Linked DNA regions of Mus musculus: region 2 is linked to region 1. The links are chromatin contacts, called in public Hi-C maps. All regions are on one chromosome and are shown on one strand. The core of a region is the stretch at or near the end of the contact, and the rest is flanking DNA. Distances in the headings are between cores, read along the strand shown. Region 1 overlaps Tmod3 (tropomodulin 3). Region 2 holds the start of Cgas (cyclic GMP-AMP synthase).

Region 1 (5,953 bases), core at 2,002-4,501:
CATATTAAGGGTCCACTTTAGTATGTTAAATATGCACCTCAGCCTCTTGTCCTTGGTCTGAGCCCCAACATCCTAGCTTTGGTTTTTGGATAGTAAATGAATAAGGGGCAATGTAATCATCTATAACTACTTCCTGCTGACATTAGGGTGCTGTTACTGGGGGCTGGGGGGGAGCAAAAAGCTGGCATGTTGGCCAAGTCTGGGCAGAGCAGGCTGTTTTACTTGTGGTCCAGGTTGTATGACCACCCGGGCTAGCCGCATTTTGGAGCTGTTCTAGATGCAGGTTCTAGGAAATACCTGAACTTGCCAGGATGCTGGGACAGATAGGAGTGTGTGTGTGTGTGTGTGTGTGTGTGTGTGTGTGTGTGTAGAAGATAAAGTTAAGGAGTTTAGGGAGAAAACCTTTTTCTTGGGTGTACATTTGAAACCTTTAGGCCCATGGTCTTGGTAGTTGGGGTGGGGCTCCCAGGACCAGGGAAAGGGGACTAGATCCCCCCTCAGGATTAAACAGGTAGAGGAGGGAAACAGGTTATTGATTGGCAGTACTTATCTGGAATCAATTTGACCTGTGAGAAGTGGATTCGAGTGGATGCCCTGAAGCTTAGAAGTATCTTTTTAAGTTTATAAAAAGAGGTAAATTTTAGAAGTGTTAGCATTGCCACTGTTCCACGTTAAACTCTGAACTTTGAAGTCTCACCACAGTGATAGCACAGCGAGGGGAGGGGAGGGGAAGAGAGCTGAAGGGAAGAGAGCTGAAGCATGTACCTTCCTCCCGTGCCCTGTCACCATTCAGGGTTTTCACGACCTCCAGCCTTTGTAACTTATGTTTACCAACCTCAGAACACCGTCCTATTTCCTCATGCACTTTCTTGTATCCTCAGACCTTACATAGACTGTGTGGGGACAGATGCAAGTAAGTTAGATTGTGGTTGTATAAGGATGGAGCCTCAGGAGAGTTCTAGGGATATTGTGAGATCCAGGAAGGCCTTGAAGAATGTATAGGGCTTCAGTTGAGGAAACAGACATGGTTAAAGAATGTATTTCATCTGGAGAAAGAGCATGGTTAGCAGGGATATGGGCATCTAGACTCTGTCCTTTTTAGAATTGTGATAGGGAACAGCTGAAGATAATGCGGGAAAGCTGACTAAATCAGTTTGTAAACTGTATTTTGTGCTGAGGAATTTGCACATTTCTCAAAGAGTTGGCAGCTTTTATTCTGTGAGGGGCCAATAGTAAATGTTTTAGGCTCTGCAGACCACTGTAATTATTCATCTCTCCCACTGTGCCACATGAACCAGGGATAGACAATACATTGATGAATAATGTAACTGTTCCAATTTACATTTATAGTAACAGCCAGATTCAAGTCCCTGCTATAAAACACAAGAACATATTCTCATCTAGCTGTGGTTTAGTGCCCATTACCCATCCTCCCATGCACAACCTTTCTAGCCTGTAAAAACATCTACTCAGGGGGCTGGAGAGATGGCTCAGAGGTTAAGAGCACTGACTGCTCTTCTGAAGGTCCTGAGTTCAATTCCCAGCAACTACTTGGTGACTCACAACCATCTGTAATGAGATCTGATGCCCTCTTCTGGTGTGTCTGAAGACAGTTACAATGTATTCATCACATATATAAAATGAATAAAATCTTAAAAAAAAAAAAACGAAAAAGAAAAAAGACATCTACTCGATGTCTATGAAATTAACTTTTTAACTTCTACTTATATGTGAGAATTTACAGTGTTTGACTTTCTGTGTGTGGCTTATTGCACTAAATATGTCCTTGAGTCTCTGTTGCTGCATAAGGCCACCATATTGGTTTCACCTCCTTGTCATTCAGAATTTGTTCTCTTCTAATAAAGTGTCCTCAGAGGACAGGGGAGAGATAGATTATATTGTTATCCTCAGAACAGAAGCAAAAGCAAGCTACTCCCAGAGCGGCTTCTGAACGGCTGTCCCGAGACACTGTCAGTATACAGTGGGATGCTCCTCAGTAAAGGAAAGCTAGGGGAGATGTAAAGTCAGGATGGGGACTCTCGGAGTGGGAACACAGGATACAAGAACATGCAGATATGAGTTCTGAGTGAGATTAGCTACCATCAATACTATTTGTTAACACTTTGTTGAAGCAGAATTGAAGTTTCTAGAAAAGTTGACTTTTCTAGAACTGGAAGTTCTTTCACCTTGGCAAAAATTCCAGAATCTGAATCACAAGAATATGACTTCTCTATTGTTTTGTAAAGGAAAAACAAGCTGAAGTAAAAGTCATAGAAACATGTTCCCCTACAACACACAAAAAGTAGTAAGAGTTAATAGAGCACAACTACAGACCCTGTGATCTACAACAGTAACGTTCCTGTATGACGCACCGGTGCAGTTGCGGCACAGAGGCTGTGAGAGTGACCATCTGCTATCTGATTAGATTTAAGGCCACTCCATGAAGTGGATGGAACCCATGCCTGACACAGCTTGGGTGCCTAAGAACCTGAGACTAAGTAGGCCACGGGCCTAGGGGAAAACCAAATAGTATTGTTTGCCAAAGGAACACAGCAATAAAGTGACTCCTAATGATACTGTGCCATACTTCTGTATCTTAGGGATGCTGTTGGTGTGATGAAACACCATGACCAGGAGCCACCAGAGAGGACAGGATTTATGTGACTTCTGCTTCCATACCTCTGTTCATCATTGAATGAAGTCAGAACAGGAACTCAAGCAGGGCAAAAAACATAGAGTCAGGAGCTGATGGAGAGGCTGTTGAGAGTGTTGCTTCCTGACTTGCTCAGCTTGCTCTCTTATAGAACCTAGGACTACCAGTCCTAGGATGGCGCTACCCACAGTGAGCTGGGTCCTCTCCTGTTAATCACTAATTAGGAAAACGCCTTATAGATGGATCTAATGAAGGTAATTCCTCAATTGAAATTCCCTCCTTTCAGATGACTCTAGCCTTTGTCAGGTTGACATAAAACTAGCCAGCACACCATGGATCAGTGTCTTGCTCAGCCATCATTAGAGAAGCATCCGCCTACAGGACATGGGCACTAATACAGAGACCCACAGCTGGACAGTATGCAGAGGGTGACAGACTGAGAACACTCAGTCCTAAGTGTCTTCTTAATCCCTCCCCCCCCCCACCCCCGGGGGCTCAGGGAGCTATGCAGAAGAGGGGGCGGAAAGGTTGTAAGAGCCAGAAGGGGTGGATGACACCAAGGAAACAGTGTCTTCCAGACACAACAAAACTGACTCACATGTGAACTCAGACTGTGGCAGCGCAACGGGGCCTGTGCAGGTTCCAGACAGACATACCAGAGAGGAGAGGGAGAAGTAGCTGTGAGCTCCAGCCCCTGCTTCCCAACCAAAAGACGCTCTCTCCGATTGACAACCACTTGCAAAGGAAAAGCCAGTTTTCTAAATGGTGTCTCACTGGGTACACAAACCACAGATGAGGGCAGGCCCCGTGCCAAGCAAGTAGATGACCAACACAGAGTTAACTCAATGACATTTTTGTAGGTTTTTGGTTTGGTTTTGGCTTGGTTTGGTTTGGTTTGGTTTGGAATTTTTGGCTCATGTTGGCTTTTGGGGGTTTTTCTTTATCTTACTGGTCTTTTACTTGTATGAAATAATTCCTAATTTTATGTTTTTATGGGTTTGTTTGTGTGTTTCTTGTGGTTTTTTTCTTATTATTATTCTAGTTGGTTTGCTTTTTTATTTGCTCGCTTCTTTTCTAAAGAGAGATGTAGCCCGTGTGAACACTGTACGTGGTGGAAGCACTTCACTGCCTGCTCCCTGATTTTGTTGCAGCATGTTCTCAGTGTCCTTTCATACAGAGTAGTCCTGCTGTGTGCTGTATGTGTAGCTGCTGGGCCTAATTCTATTAGGTAGAGCCACCCACACTGACAAAATGAAGAGCCTTCCCTGTAGTCAGGCCTTCTTGAACATACTGCCTATTCCTGGGTGGCACATCCCAGTGTGTTTTAATATGTTTTCAGAATGCCTTTTTGTTGTTCTTTAGAACTTCTTTTCTGCTGGGTGTGGTAGCATACACCTGTGTTTCTAGCACTCACGAGGGAGGTCAAAGCAGAAGGCTCACCTTAAATGCAAGGCTAACTTGGTCTATGGAGCGAGTTTCAGGTTAGCCTGACCTGTATTGCGAGACCTAGTGGGGGAAAAAAATCCCTTAAATAAACAAACAACCTAATAATAGGAAAATAATATTTTCCTTTGAAAATGTTTTTAGAAGATGCCCTTGTTTTTAGTTATGCGTACCTGTGAGTGTCTGCTTGCATGTATGTGTATCACATGTATGTTAGTCTTGTGCGCGCTCAACTGGCCAGGAAGAACGACGCTGCAACAGGATCCTTCTGCACACGTTTATTCAGTCCTGTTTCTTCTTGTTTATATCTCCCTTGTTTATATCTCCCTCGAACCCTGGGCCTCTCACTCTTTTATACTCTCAGTTCCCATCCACGCACAGCAGGCCACACCACCTCACCAGGCACGCAGCTTCAGCTAATCAGGGCAGCAGGGGCATATCTCCATCAAAATGGATTCACTGGTATCCTGGTACACCTGCGCAGCTCTCAAGATGTTTGTGGCTTATATGAGGAAGTCAGGTGCAAGTCATACGACTTAGCTGCAGTCCCTGGGGCCTTTGGGACTGCCGCCACACCCGCTTCTCACATGTTAGTACCCTCGGAAGCCAGAGGAGAGTGTCGGATCCTCTAGAATGAGTTAGTTACAGCTGGGAGCCACTCTGTGTGGATTCTGGGAACCGACCAGAAACCCTCTGCAGGAAGCATTCTTAACGGCTGAGCCGTTTCTCCAGCTTCTAAAATCATCTTTTGAAAAATACTTTTTTTAAAAAATCATAGTCCCAGAGGCAAGGGACTACTATTTCTTCCTGTGAGATATATATTGCTATTTTCCTATGTTGATATTGTGTCATACTGTTCTCCTAAATAGTTTGTAGTGAAGCAAATGTTCTCCATTAGGATAAATTGATGTCACAGACATTTATTTTCTCAAAAAAAAAAATTTAATTCATTTTGCCACTAAAATTCAAGCATCGGGAATTGTACATTCTACCAAGCAATTGTTTTAATGTTTTTCATCCTCACTTCCTTTCTCCCACTTGATTATTTTCCTGCAGAGGCAGTAGTGAAGGCATGAGTGGTGATGAGTGGTGTGTAGGTGAGAGCAGCAGATGATAGACCAAGGATGTAGGACACCCAACTAGCACTCCCTGTTCCCTGTCATAGATGCAAATACATGACGTCCATTTGTAAAATGGCTTTCTCACTTCTCTCCAAAGCTATAACCCGTGGTGGAAGTAGCCAGTGAGTACCCTGCACCATGGCACTGCCGTTCCGGAAGGACTTGGGGGACTACAAGGACCTGGATGAGGACGAGCTCCTTGGCAAGCTGTCCGAATCAGAGCTGAAACAGCTGGAGACTGTCCTGGATGATCTTGACCCCGAGGTCGGTGCTAACCGAAGAAGAGATAGCGACCGTTTGGCTCAGTAGCTGCCGTCTAACCAGCTTGCTTTCTCGTGCCTTTTCCCATACCCTTTACCCACTTTCTGTCCAGATGAACTGGCTTTTTGCTTCTTCTCCAGGTCCCCATATCTACCTCCACATCTTATGACACAGGCATTTTAAACCATCATTAAACATCTACACAATTTCTTTTCTCCACTACAAGCTTACCTTTGTGTAATTGAAATTAGTAATAGCTAATTAGCCCTTTAATTTATGCTAATCTGTTTCTCTTCAGAGTTACCAGACTGGCACCAGTATATGTGCCTCTAAGAATGTTCTTAGTGGCCTAAACCTAATTATAATGGTACTTAAGAAAGGTTGACCAGATGGTCTGTGTTAGCATCGGTGGGACAGATCTGAGGAGCAGATCTGAACATGGATATTTCTTAACGATGATCTTAAGTCCCTGATA
Region 2 (5,953 bases), core at 873-3,372, 2.9 Mb before region 1:
GAGGCAGAGGCAGAGGCAGAGGCAGAGGCAGAGGCAGAGGCAGAGGCAGAGGCAGAGGCAGGGGATCTCTTGAGTTCAAGGCCTGATCTACAGAGTGAGTTCCAGGATAATCAGGGCCACACAAAGAAACCCTGCATCAATCCTGCCCCCTCCCCAAAGAATCATAAACCCAGTTGACACTTACCTGGGAGAATCCCTCTCACCTACATTTGAAGACCAGGCATTAATCTGTTCACATGCTATGTATTCAGTGCAGAATCTTCCCTTTTCAACGAAGACATTACTCATAGACTCAGAACCAGAAAGTTCAGTTGTAGCCCAAGGACAGATAATAAAGACAATAGAAACCGAGTTTCTGTTTGGGAAGTCTATAAAACCCTCATGTGGAAGGTAGTTTGTTACTCTTGTATCAGCGTCCCCAGGATGGACCTCGGATTTATTGTTTGAGACAAGATCTCACTCTCTTATCCAGGCTTGTACTTCTGGGCTCAAAGATGCTCTGCTTAAGCCTCCAGAGCAGCTGGAGCTACGGACCTATGCTCCCACAGGTGATGCTAAGAGTTGATTAACTAGAAAGATTCACAACTAAAAGAATTACAATTACAGTATGGTTGTCGCAGTGAATTTTGCTCCTTTCAAAAATCATTGTTCAAACTTCATTCTCTCCGATGCTCATGCCTATTCCATACTCTATTGCACTGTTTTCTTCTTTTTAATTCCTCCTCCTCCTCACCCTCCTCCTCCTCCTCCTCTCCCTCCCTTCTCTTCTTCTTTTCCTCCAGATAGGGTTTCGATGTATAGCCCTGACTGTTTTAGAACTAGCTCTGTAGATCTCCAGCTTACTGCCTCTGCTTCCCTAGTGCTGAGACTAATAATGGAGAATGCCACTCTACTGGCAAGACCTCACAGAGAGGTCTCCTGCTCAAGTGTATTTCTGCAAAGTAGGCAGCGTTTCCATTCCCAGGTGTGTCTACTTGCCATTCAAAAGCGAATGCTTGTTAGACAAGTTCCCATTTTGAAAACTCATGTACAGGCATTGACAGGAAGGAGGGAAGAGAGTTGCAGGGTCAATAGGATGGCAGCACACTGATCGGTGTCTTTTTATTCAGGCTACATGTATCTCATAATATATGGTACATACACACGCGCGCGCGTGCGCGCGCGCACACACACACACACACACACACACACACACACTCACACACACACACACACACTTTACAAAAAGTTACACAGAGCAGCAATTTTTGAGCTTTATTTTAAGGGACACACAGGATTGCATAATAAGGTGTGGAATATAGTAATGTTATTATTATAACATTCTGATGTTAGTTGAAAACTAAGTGTTGTTCTGAGCCATGTAAATCTTCAGAAGACAGGTTTTTGTTTTTGTTAGCACAGTGGAAGGCAAAATGAGTTCCGCCAAGAACAACTTTAAAAGAAGCAGCCACTGTTGACGAGACCGACTTTAGAAATCGCTTTCTGAAAGTCTGCATTAAAGGACTACGGAATCTCAGCAGCCAAATCAGGATGGCTTACACCGTGCTGCTCATGAAACTCACACAGGCACTTTGAATATGTTCTTTAAGAGTCGGTGTGCTTTTTAGAAAGATAAGTTGAAATACTAATTCCAAGCAGTTAAATCTAACTTGAAAAGGTTCAGTGAGTTTCTATTTCTCATTAACAAGAACAGTAAATTTTGATTTAAAGTTTACATAAACCGGGCGAGGTGACGCACGCCTTTAATCCCAGCACTTGGGAGGCAGAGGCAGGCGGATTTCTGAGTTCGACGCCAGCCTGGTTTACAGTGAGTCCCAGGACAGCCAGGGCTACACAGAGAAACCCTGTCTCGAAAAACAAAAAAAACAAAAAACAACAAAAAAGTTTACATAAAAAAGTTGTTTATCAACTACAAATGTACGAGAGACAGTAGTGTCCTGAAACACATCTTGGTGGTAGGCGGCAAATCTAGCCATCTGAGCTGTCAGTGGTTTCCGCGTCTGTGCGGTAAAGGAGAGGTTTCCCGGCCAGTGGCTCAGTGGGTGGTTCCCCAGCTAGTGGCTCTGCTGGTCCCCACTGGTGAAAAAGTTCGCATCTCTTGGACCGCCTCTTCCTGGCGCTGACTTCACGCGTGCTCCTGCGCCTGCTCGCGGCGGATACTGACCGGCTACGTTCCCGCCATATATTTAAGTTTCATTTCCAGCGGCCACTGAGAGTTCCCCTTTTCGCGGCCTTTCTTCGAAGTCGATTTATTCTTTCCCGGACCGAAGAGCGGCAGATATGGAAGATCCGCGTAGAAGGACGACGGCGCCACGCGCTAAGAAGCCGTCCGCGAAGCGCGCCCCGACGCAGCCCAGCAGGACCAGGGCCCACGCGGAAAGCTGCGGCCCGCAAAGGGGGGCTCGATCGCGGCGGGCGGAGCGTGACGGGGACACCACGGAGAAGCCACGTGCCCCAGGGCCCCGAGTGCATCCAGCAAGGGCCACTGAGCTCACCAAAGATGCACAGCCCTCGGCCATGGACGCGGCAGGAGCCACCGCGCGGCCTGCCGTCCGGGTGCCCCAGCAGCAGGCCATCCTGGATCCGGAGCTGCCCGCCGTACGGGAGCCCCAGCCGCCCGCGGATCCCGAGGCGCGGAAAGTCGTAAGGGGACCTAGCCACAGAAGGGGCGCGCGCTCCACCGGGCAGCCCAGAGCGCCGCGAGGGTCCAGGAAGGAACCGGACAAGCTAAAGAAGGTGCTGGACAAATTGAGATTGAAACGCAAAGATATCTCGGAGGCGGCCGAGACGGTGAATAAAGTTGTGGAACGCCTGCTGCGCAGAATGCAGAAACGGGAGTCGGAGTTCAAAGGTGTGGAGCAGCTGAACACTGGCAGCTACTATGAACATGTGAAGGTGAGCGTCAAGACCTGCTGGAGGGGCTCCGGCCCCACTCCTCACTTGCCTCCTCAGCTGTTTGGGGGTCCCACACTCTTAGGGCCCCCCTCCCTTGGAACACCCCAGTCTTTTTTTTTTTTTTTTAATTCATCCAGTTAGCTCACAGCAAGCAATATTGATAGCTAGTTAGTTTGCTTTGGAGGGATGGGACAGGTGACCTTAAAGTAGTCGCAGGGGAGTCATCTTTATTAATCCTTCCCCAACTATAGCCTCTAGATTGAATCTAGTCCATCCCTGAGACTTTGGGACCGCCTGCAATTAGGGCAGAATTGTATACAACTAATTGGGAGAGGTGGCTGGGTACTCAAGTGAGGGTCCGTTGACATTGTCGCACCCCCTATGAGCGAACGTCATCTACAAGCCTACCTCTAATGCTCTTCGGAGAGTAGGCCCGGCTGAGTTCCTGAAGATGATGGTGATAGCTATTCTCTGCTAGTGAAATGAGCCAATTCAAGCCAAATTAAAATATATTAAGGCAGGTTTATTAGAAAGCTGCTCTTGGGCAGGTTCACTGGTCCTAAGAAAAAGGCCAGGGTAGTCACTGTGGGGAGGGAGACAGAGGGAAGAGGGAAGAGAGAGAGAGAGAAAGAGTGTGCCCACGCAGGGAGAGAGAACATACAGAGAGGCAGAGTTGGGTAGAGAAGGAGGAAGAGAGAGAAGAGAGAAGAGGGGAGAAAGGGAGAGGGAGAAGGAAGGGAGGGAAGGAAGGGAGAGAGAGAGAGCGAGAGCGAGAGAGAGCGCACAAAATGCCCACATTATATAGAGAAGAGCTGCTTCTGGCGGAGGGGAAGCCCAGCCCCTTGGCTGAAAGGTTCAGGGCAGAGGCTGAAGTATGCTAGCCATGCTCTGTAACAGGTAGGGACTGAGGGACCTGGGAGAACCTGGAGGCCAGGTCGGCTTTGGTTAAATGCGCACCTGGATCTGAATCCAGACACCTCAGCCTTTTGTTGATAATAAATGAATAAGGGGCCTCGCAATTGTCTATGGCTACTTTGCTGACATTGGGGTGCCATGATCAGGGAAGGGGTTCAAAACTGGAATGCTGACCAAGTCTGAGAAGAGCAGGCTGTGTAACTTGCTGTCCAGGTTGTGGGACTGTTCTGGATTTGGGATGCTAATAACAGATAGGAGCAGAAGATAAAGTTAAGGAGGTTAGGGAGAAAAAGAAATTTTCTTGGGTGTACATTTGAAACCTTTAGGCCCATGGTCTTGGTAGTTGGGGTGGGGCTCCCAGGACCAGGGAAAGGGGACTAGATCCCCCCTCAGGAATACACAGGTAGGGGAGGGAAGCAGGTTATTGATTGGCAGTACTTATCTGGAGTCAATTTGACCTGTGAGAAGTGGATTCGAGTGGATGCCCTGAAGCTTAGAAGTATCTTTTTAAGTTTACAAAAAGAGATAAATATTAGAAGTGTTAGTTTTACCACTGTTCCATGTTAAACTCTGAACTTTGAGGTCTCACCACAATGATAGCACAGCGAGGGGAGGGAACGGGAGGGAAGGGGAAGAGATCTGAAGCATTTTCCTTCTCCCTTAGCTCACTTTCCTTAGCATTCAAGGTTTTCACGACCTCCAACCTTCATACCTTACCTTTAGCAACCTCAGAACACCTTGCTATTTCCTCGCGCACTTTCTTAGACGCTTTCCTAGCCTCAGACCTTACATAAACTGTAAACTGTTTTTCTGTTCAAAATCACCATGAGACACTGGCGGGAACACTCACTGTAAAGTGAGTTCCTTTAGTAAGAAATAGTAAAAAGTTACTTCTCTCATTGGTCTTCAAAGTCTTCAGAGACCTGAGAAGGATAAAATTTACCTAAGTAAGCAGGAACAATAATCCAAAAATGGCCTATATATCAACTAAAACGACCGAGGCGAGTCTAAAGTCTACTACCTAAACAATTGTCCCAGGCTCTGTGGCCTCCATGGCACCTTGTGCAGAGGCAGTCTTTGGCCATTTGGTCCAGACTATGAGAGGCTTTTCCTGTGGAGGAGGAACATGGGAGAGACAGACCTCACCTTGTCTTAGGCAGCATGGACAATTAACTCTCTGGTGTCCTGTTTGTCCATGGTTCAGGCTGGCCCTAGCCTGGGCAAGGCAATGTGGCAGTCTTTCTTGGTGATTAGTGTAGTACAAGCTAGGTGGAGTCCTTTACCGATATGCCAGGATCTTCTTGGCGACCTTGAGGTGGTCACTGCCAGGATTTAGGAGTTTCTGTTTGTCATGGTAAGTTTAAGCCTCTTAAATGCCAGATTCAGCAGGTCTCTGAAGTGCCTGAGGACCATCTGTCAATCTAAAGCATACTGGAATAGACAAACTTTGCTTGTTTCTAGTTGCCAGTCCTAGGTTTAACCTTAAAAACATGTGCAGGTGGGCAAATGAGCTTGAAGAGCTAGTGCAGACTAATCGTATCTGGTATCTGAGTTAAACAGTCACTGTCTGTTTTTTTTTTAACCTCTTACAGTTTAGTTACCTCTTCTAAACTGTACCTGTAATATTAAAATGAAATACCTTTTTAAGACATAGAGCATAGCCATAATTTTCAGAAGACAAAAACTAAGTTCTAGCAAGTGCAAACAATGTAAGGTCTCCAAAGTTAATACCAAGTGGGTGACTATTATGTTACACGGTTTGCCTGTCAGGTAGGGACTGAAGGATGCTGGGAGAACCTGGTGGCCAGGGCCACTTTGGCATGTTAAATATGCACCTCAGCTGATTGTCCAGGGCCTGAATCTCAGTAGGTGGCAGTGTGTCCCAGAGGCTAATCCTGTGCAACACTAGTGAGAATTGTAAGAAATAAAGGAAAATGTAGTGGTTTCATTCAAATGATGTGGTAACCCATCCCAGCAGGGAGGCAGAGGCAGGTGAATCTTTGTGAGTTTGAGGCTAGCGTGGTTTACATAGAGAGAGTCCCAAGACAGCTATGGCTCTATCGAGACGCTGTTTCAAACCAAACCAAATAAAAGAATGAGCCACAACAACGTGCAATATGAATGTGTTATAAAAACTAGTGCG

What was found. A called contact is a pair of places that touch in the nucleus more often than the background predicts.
Region 2: a Hi-C map of trophoblast stem cells shows a contact between it and region 1, with 20 times the contacts expected there. The contact joins the promoter of Cgas here to the enhancer-like site in region 1. A contact is called at or near these places in 1 of 39 promoter capture datasets (embryonic stem cells), 1 of 484 Hi-C or Micro-C datasets (trophoblast stem cells), 1 of 115 datasets of contacts at active chromatin or transcription factors (thymic regulatory T cells) and 1 of 9 other capture datasets (adipose tissue).

What each region holds. Positions count from the first base shown.
Region 1 is chr9:75,531,954-75,537,906 of GRCm38.p6, reverse strand. Tmod3 (tropomodulin 3) reads left to right here. Exons shown (of 10, transcript NM_016963.2): 2 at 5,315-5,481. The coding sequence starts at 5,356. Among named protein-coding and RNA genes, the nearest start is that of Tmod3, 25 kb to the left of the region's middle. Within about 2 kb of position 3,251, at least 36 of the 459 cell types and tissues checked have an H3K27ac peak or open chromatin away from gene starts, as enhancers often do. A contact at or near this core is called in trophoblast stem cells, where this site is marked.
Region 2 is chr9:78,439,406-78,445,358 of GRCm38.p6, reverse strand. It overlaps Cgas (cyclic GMP-AMP synthase), which reads left to right and starts at 2,122. Exons shown (of 5, transcript NM_173386.5): 1 at 2,122-2,895. The coding sequence starts at 2,281. It also overlaps a transcript of Mto1 not described here.